2 separate regions of the Macaca mulatta genome follow, and region 1 is linked to region 2. A link is a contact called in public Hi-C data. All regions are on one chromosome and are shown on one strand. Each heading gives the region's core, a stretch centred on a gene start, on an enhancer-like site or on the middle of the called end of the contact. The rest is flanking DNA. Distances are from core to core; before and after follow the strand shown. Region 1 holds the start of NR4A3 (nuclear receptor subfamily 4 group A member 3). Region 2 holds the start of STX17 (syntaxin 17).

The links. A called contact is a pair of places that touch in the nucleus more often than the background predicts.
Region 1: a contact with region 2 is called in a Hi-C map of blood, with 6 times the contacts expected there. The contact joins the promoter of NR4A3 here to the promoter of STX17 in region 2. A contact is called at or near these places in 3 of 14 Hi-C or Micro-C datasets (CD4 T cells, blood and cortical neurons).

What each region holds. Positions count from the first base shown.
Region 1 is chr15:58,583,334-58,586,618 of T2T-MMU8v2.0, reverse strand. NR4A3 (nuclear receptor subfamily 4 group A member 3) reads left to right here and starts at 1,377. Exons shown (of 9, transcript XM_077965653.1): 1 at 1,377-1,932.
Region 2 is chr15:58,496,957-58,500,151 of T2T-MMU8v2.0, reverse strand. It overlaps STX17 (syntaxin 17), which reads left to right and starts at 1,608. Exons shown (of 9, transcript NM_001194798.2): 1 at 1,608-1,637.

The sequences.
Region 1 (3,285 bases), core at 128-2,627, 87 kb before region 2:
CTGAAACGTGCGCTGTCTACGAAGGAATCCTTTATCTCCCCTCGGCGCACCACCCCCCCCGCCACCGCCCCCGCCACACACACACAAATTGGGACAGGTCAAATATATAAAATGGTATTTGTGATTCAAGAGGACCACATGGGGACCACTCTATCTGCATTGTTTCACTGAAATATTTTCTCCTCTCCAAAAATTCATTTCTGAAAGAGGTTGCGTTCACTCAGCAGCAACCTTTGGGACTAGGGATCTTTAACTCTGATAAATTTTGTTTTCATCAGGAAATTTACACTTAAATCTATCATTTCCAGGAAGAAATTGCTTTCCCTCATACAGTCACCCAGGCTATCGGCACACCATTTCATGACAAATGTGTCCCAGGAGACCAAAGCAAATCCCCTAGCGAGGGACTGACTAATAAATCCTGTTGATTGATTTCGAAATGTTTAATTTGGGAGATGTGGGCGGAGGGCATCTACAACCATCAAAAAGTGAAAGTGCTAGTTGAGAGTTCCATTTCTGACCCGGTGCTGGGGAGGAGGAATGATTTGCAGTAGTCAGACCCGCTCAGCTGTTCAACACGTGTGTGTTTGTTTTATACACATTGAGTAGTTTCTGCTGCAGCGCGCGTGTGGATGATGGATGTGCACTTCGCTGGGTTATAACGTGTCCAGTTAAGAAACCCACGCCGTACGTGTAAAGAAATCAAACCTTATCCCCGGAACTATCTGTATCCCTGTGTGAAACACGCACCCAGTAAATGATGCGGGGAGGGAGGATTAGCCTGGGCGCAGAGGACCGGAGAGACGTAAACAGCTTTAGAGCCTTTGCATGAGGAAAGTGCAGCTGCACCTCAGGGCGTCTTCGGGCTGGTGCCAGACGCCTTCTGCACCGGCTGCCAGGTCACTGAAGCTGGTCAGAAGCTGGCTGGCGGAGCCTTCCCTTTCGGAAGAGCTGTCCTCTCCCTTACCCCCCTCGCCCTGGCTCCGTGCCTCGGGGCAGCCTCGGAGGCGCGCCAGCAGCACTCCTCCAACTCTACTCCACCCGAGCCTGACAGCTGGGCGGTCCCGCCTGACCCATGGGCAGGCCGCTGCACCCTCCCGCAGACGCACGCCCTGGCGAGCGGTTCCGCTGCAAAAGGGCTGGCACCGCGGGTCCGAGAAGCCCCTGGTCGGCTGTGCGGCGGAGTTTCCATTGTGCGGCCGTGCGACTGGCCGAGAAACGCGCGCGCGCGCGCACACGAACACACACACCCTCCCTCGCACACGCGGAACCGGCTGGGCCAGGGGAGGGAGGAGGAGGGTGACGTAGCGTCCCATGGCGTCACATTGACGTCTCGCATTCCAGGCACTCTATGGAGAGGCCGCTAGGGCTCCTGTGGCATAAATGACGTGCCGAGAGAGCGAGCGAACGCGCAGCCGGGAGAGCGGAGTCTCCTGCCTCCCGCCCCCCACCCCTCCAGCTCCTGCTCCTCCTCCGCTCCCCATACACAGACGCGCTCACACCCGCTCCCTCACTCGCACACACAGACACAAGCGCGCACACACGCTCCGCACACACACTTCGCTCTCCCGCGCGCTCACACCCCTCTTGACCTGAGCCCTTGCTGGTGCAGCGCGGCGCCGCAGCCGGACGCCCCTCCCGGGCTCACTTTGCAACGCTGACGGTGCCGGCAGTGGCCGTGGAGGTGGGAACAGCGGCGGCATCCTCCCCCCTGGTCACAGCCCGAGCCAGGACGCCCGCGGAACCTCTCGGCTGTGCTCTCCCATGAGTCGGGATCGCAGCATCCCCTACCAGCCGCTCACCGCCTCCGGGAGCCGCTGGGCTTGTACACCGCAGCCCTTCCGGGACAGCAGCTGTGACTCCCCACCAGTGCAGATTTCGGGACAGCTCTCTAGAAACTCGCTCTAAAGACGGAACCGCCACAGCACTCAAGTACGTATGAGATTCGCCCAGTTAATAAGGGGACTTGCTAAAAAAGTTGGCTTGCTGGGAAGCGTCGCTCCTGAAATTGACAACTTTGAGTGTGGGGTTTCCTCCCCGACCTTGCCGCCCGGCTCCGGCTTTGCTAGCCCAGCGGCCCATAGGTTCTGATCTGAAACTTTTCCCCTGTAGTGGGCCCGCGGGGATCTCTGGAGCTCGTGGGATTCCTCCCCCACTCGAAGAGGCGAAAAGCCTCTAACAAAGAGGAGGACCGGGATTTGTGCTATAGCGGCTCCAGCGATGTAATTCAGGGTATTTCGGCTCTAGTTGTCATGGTAATGATGCTCTCGGCGGCGGCGGCGGCAGCGGCAGGGAGTTGCAGCTCCGGTGATGAACGGCAGTAATTTTCCTGCCTTTTAAGTAGGATTGAAAATAGGAGCTCTGGTGGGTCCAAGAAAATGTTCCTAATGGTGGCACCGAGCTGGTTCTCTGGAAGGAAGCTTGGGAGGGAAAGGCCTAGGCAGCCGTGGTCAGAGTTTGCAGAGGCACTCGGAGGACCTCAGGAAAGAGGGCGTAATTGTAGGAATGTGGCTTATTGTATTGAAATGAGCCTGGGGTTCCACTAGGCACGTCTGCCTGGCGTCGCTGACATGCCGGTTTACACTTTTCCCTTAGGAGGTAAATCGGGTGTAATTGGCGACTCCCGCGCGCTGACACGTGTGGGGACGGTGTCCCTCTCCTCCGGACCTTGGTTCGGTGTGGGAAAGGCATGCTTTACTTTTTCACTGACAGAACTCGCGCTTTTGGAGAAGTTGCTCCGAGTGTTTTACTATTAGTAGAAAGGAAAGTTCTCGGTGGTGAGACGAAAGCGGTCATGCGAGCGCGGTCTGCGGAGACTCACTTCCAAAGGCACCTATCCAAACTGTTGGAAGCCTCGGGGCAGAGGCGAGGAAGAACGCATTTGTCCCTTGATTTCCAAAAACGTTCTTGGAGATTGTCTTTTATTTATTTATGCGTCCAGATTCTCCAGAGCGAAGAGCTGCGAGGTGTTAGTAATCAGAAATGTCGGGCTGTGATCCCAGGGCCTTGCAGTGCCGGGAGAGAAGTACAGGGAGCCGTCAGTCATTCCATCACGAGTCCAATGCCGGATCTCCTTTTCCCACGACGGGGAAATATTTTATAGAACCGAGCTGGGGAAAGAAAAAGCTGCCCAACGTGGCTAATGGGCACAATGAATGAAGTTACTTTATTCGAGTTATTTTCGCTGAACAAGATGCTCGCAGAGTTAGTATCAAAGGCTCTTTAGGCCACAGCAACCTCCACGCCCGCTCCGCCCCCACGCCCGGCACCCACCCACCCCGTTCC
Region 2 (3,195 bases), core at 359-2,858:
CGGTGGCTCACATCTGTCATCCCAGGACTTTGGGAGGCCGAGGTGGGTGGATCACGAGGTCAGGAGATTGAGACCATCCTGGCTAACATGGTGAAACTCTGTCTCTATTAAAAATACAAAAAATTAGCCAGGCATGGTGGCAGGCGCCCGTAGTCCCAGCTACTCAGGAGGCTGACGCAGGAGAATCGCTTGAATCTGGGAGGTGGAGGTTGCAGTGAGCTGAGATCACGCCACTGCACTCCAGTCTGGGCGACAGAGCAAGCCTCTGTTTCAAAAAAAAAAAAAAAAAAAAAAGTTTTATCCTACTACTTTGACACATCTAACTTATAGCAAACATACACATAGCAACTTAGAAGTCCAGGTCCAAATTTAGAATCTTTGAGTACCACACCTCCCGATTTTGTACCTGAGGAAGTTCTTCAGAACTTAACACAAATTATCTTTCATTTCAGAAGGTCTTATTTCACTGATCCTTGCATAAACATCATTTTCTCATGGTATTGACTAATACTTTAATTTTTCTCCTTAGAATCAAAATTTGATAAACACATTCTGGGGCTCATTGTAAAACAAACATCAGCATACATTATGTTCCCAAAGAAAATCCAAATTGCTTGGTAGATTTGGTGCTTTGTTTTAGAAATTGTCTTTCAAGGCTTTTTAAAGGATCTACGGGCCCCTAATCTTCCCTGGTCCACAATTTCTACCTCCAATTCTACTGGAAGACCCTAAGAACTGAGTTTCCTTAACTGTGGTTTGAACATCCTGATCACTTCTGAGACAATACCATTAGTGAATACATTCTAAGCACGTCATCTGAATATTTACAGACATCTTTTAAAAACGGCTGGATCTGGAAGTTAGGCCATGAAGAGAGGAAGACCTGTGACTTGGACAAGGCTTCAAAGCCGGTCACCTGCTTGTTCATGTGGTAGCAGCTGGTCTAACTGGAATAACTTGGGAAGGAAATTAGGACACACAGTTGGAGTTCCAGCTCTGTCATAAGCTGGCTAAACTGGAATGAGTCACTTAAAACTCTTTGTTAAACCCCAGAGTCATAATCTATAAAATCGGGATAAAGACGTTTACCTTAAGCCCTCCACCAGTTTTTGGAGGAAACCACAACTGACTGAGCTTTAATTTTTGCACCTGTTGCAATTAAGATGGCACTCCTGCCCTGTCCACTTCACAGGGTTTTTGGGGATGGGATGGGGAGGCAAAACCTTTCTGAGCTTCAGTTTCAAAACAGAGCTAAGAATACATGCCCAACCCGCAAATAAAATTCTAGGAAGAACAGAGGAAAATAGACAGGAAAACTGCAAAATGCAGTCGGCCATACAAGCATGAATTGTCTTGAACACAACAAGCAGACCTGAAGAGGGTTTGTGCGTCTCTCTCCTCTTGGCTCGAGTCACAACCCCATAATGTAAATCAAAATCACTTTTGAAAAAGGCTTTCGCTGTTCAGAGCGGCGTCCGCATTTGTACTCACCTGCGCGTCCCCCGCACCCCACCCGGCTGCCTCGCGGGACGGGGAGGGGGCGGGGCCTAGCCCAGCCCACCCCTCGCGATGCCCCGCCCCGTCGCTCCTGCGCCTGCGCCGTGCGCACCGACCGGCCTCGAGCGCCACGGCGGGAGGTAAGGGGCTCTCTGGAGGCCGCCTCTGGGGGCGTCGGGCCCTGATAGGCTTGGTGGGCCGGGCGCCCCGTGGCGCGCGCAAGAGGCGCTGGGAGGCAAGTGGGGCATTGGATCAGAAGTGCGAGCCCCATGGTGGCTGCTCCTGTCTTTCAGAAGTGGCGGAGCCTCTCTCGGTTTCGTTTTTGGAAGCTTTATTAGAAACTGGTATAGGGAGGCCGCAGAGGATGCGAGCGGGACGGCCTTCCGGGGTCGCAGGGTGGAAAAGTTTCCGACGCGCGTCCTGTCTCTGGCGCGCTGTAGGCCTCGGGTCGCCAGGGTCGCTGGCGTCTGGGTTCCGGGACAGACCCGCGCATCCGTTCGCTGGTGGGGGCGTTTGTTGTGTGTGGCCCAGGTGTGCTGTGGGTGACACTGCGAGGAATGACGCGACGCTCGAGGGTAGTGGGGAGTGGACAGGGAGCGAGAGGCCGAAAGCCCCTGCTCACCAGACCCAGAGGTGGTTCGCAGAAGGTCCCACCCCTTGGCTCCCTCCTTTTAGCTATCTGAGGTTCAGAGAGGAGACCTCACATTGACTTTTCTCTCCAAATTCACTGTCTCTTCCATAACTCAGAAACCCAAAGCGGCGGGCCCGAAGAAATCGGGCGCCACCAGTATCCCGAAAAGTGGGACCTCTGAGCCGATGGAAGGTGTTCGTCACTTTTGGGGGCTGGGTTTTCTGAGAAATGGGGTCTTTCACTTATTAATAACCTCCCAAGTAACTTACTGGGAAACATAAGTATTATGGTACCCATCTCATATTAGTTGTAAGCACTACATGATAAAGTTTGTAAAGCACCTGGCACAGTCCTGGCACCCCTCTCTCCAAGTATTAATGCAGTGAATACCATTGCAGTTCTTTGACTTCTAAATGTTTCTACCTGTCTTACGTGAAACATCTTCTTATACATAAAAAAACCTTTTTATTTTGAAATAATTTTACAATTACAGAAAAGTTTCAAAAGTAGTACAGAGTTCCCTATTGCTTCCATTAATAATTTTTTAGATACCATAGCGCAATTATCAAAAGCAGGAAGTTAGTATTAGTATAATACTATTAACCGAATTACTGACTTGTGATTTTTTTTTTTCCTGTATTAATGTCCTCTTTCTATTCCAGGATCTACTCTAAGACCCGACATTGCAGTTAGTTGTCTTGGGTCCTTGGTCTTCTCCAGTCTGTGACAGTTCCTCAGTCTTTTCCTGTCTTTACATTGATAGTCTTTTTCAGTCTTTATACTCTTTCTGATCTTTACGCTTTTGAAGAATGCTGGTCAGTTATTTTGTAGAGTGCCCCTCAAATGGGGTTTGTCCAGTGTTCTCTCATGAGTAGATTAAGGCTATGCTTTTTTGTTAAGAACACAAAAGTGTGTGTGCCCTTCTCAGTTCATCATATGAGCGTAGCTGATAGATATGACTTATTGCTTGTGAGGTTACTCTTGATCACTTGGTAAGAGAGTGTCTACTGGGATTCTCCAATGTAAAGGTCTTATTTTTTCTCCTTATAATTAATTGACATCTTGGG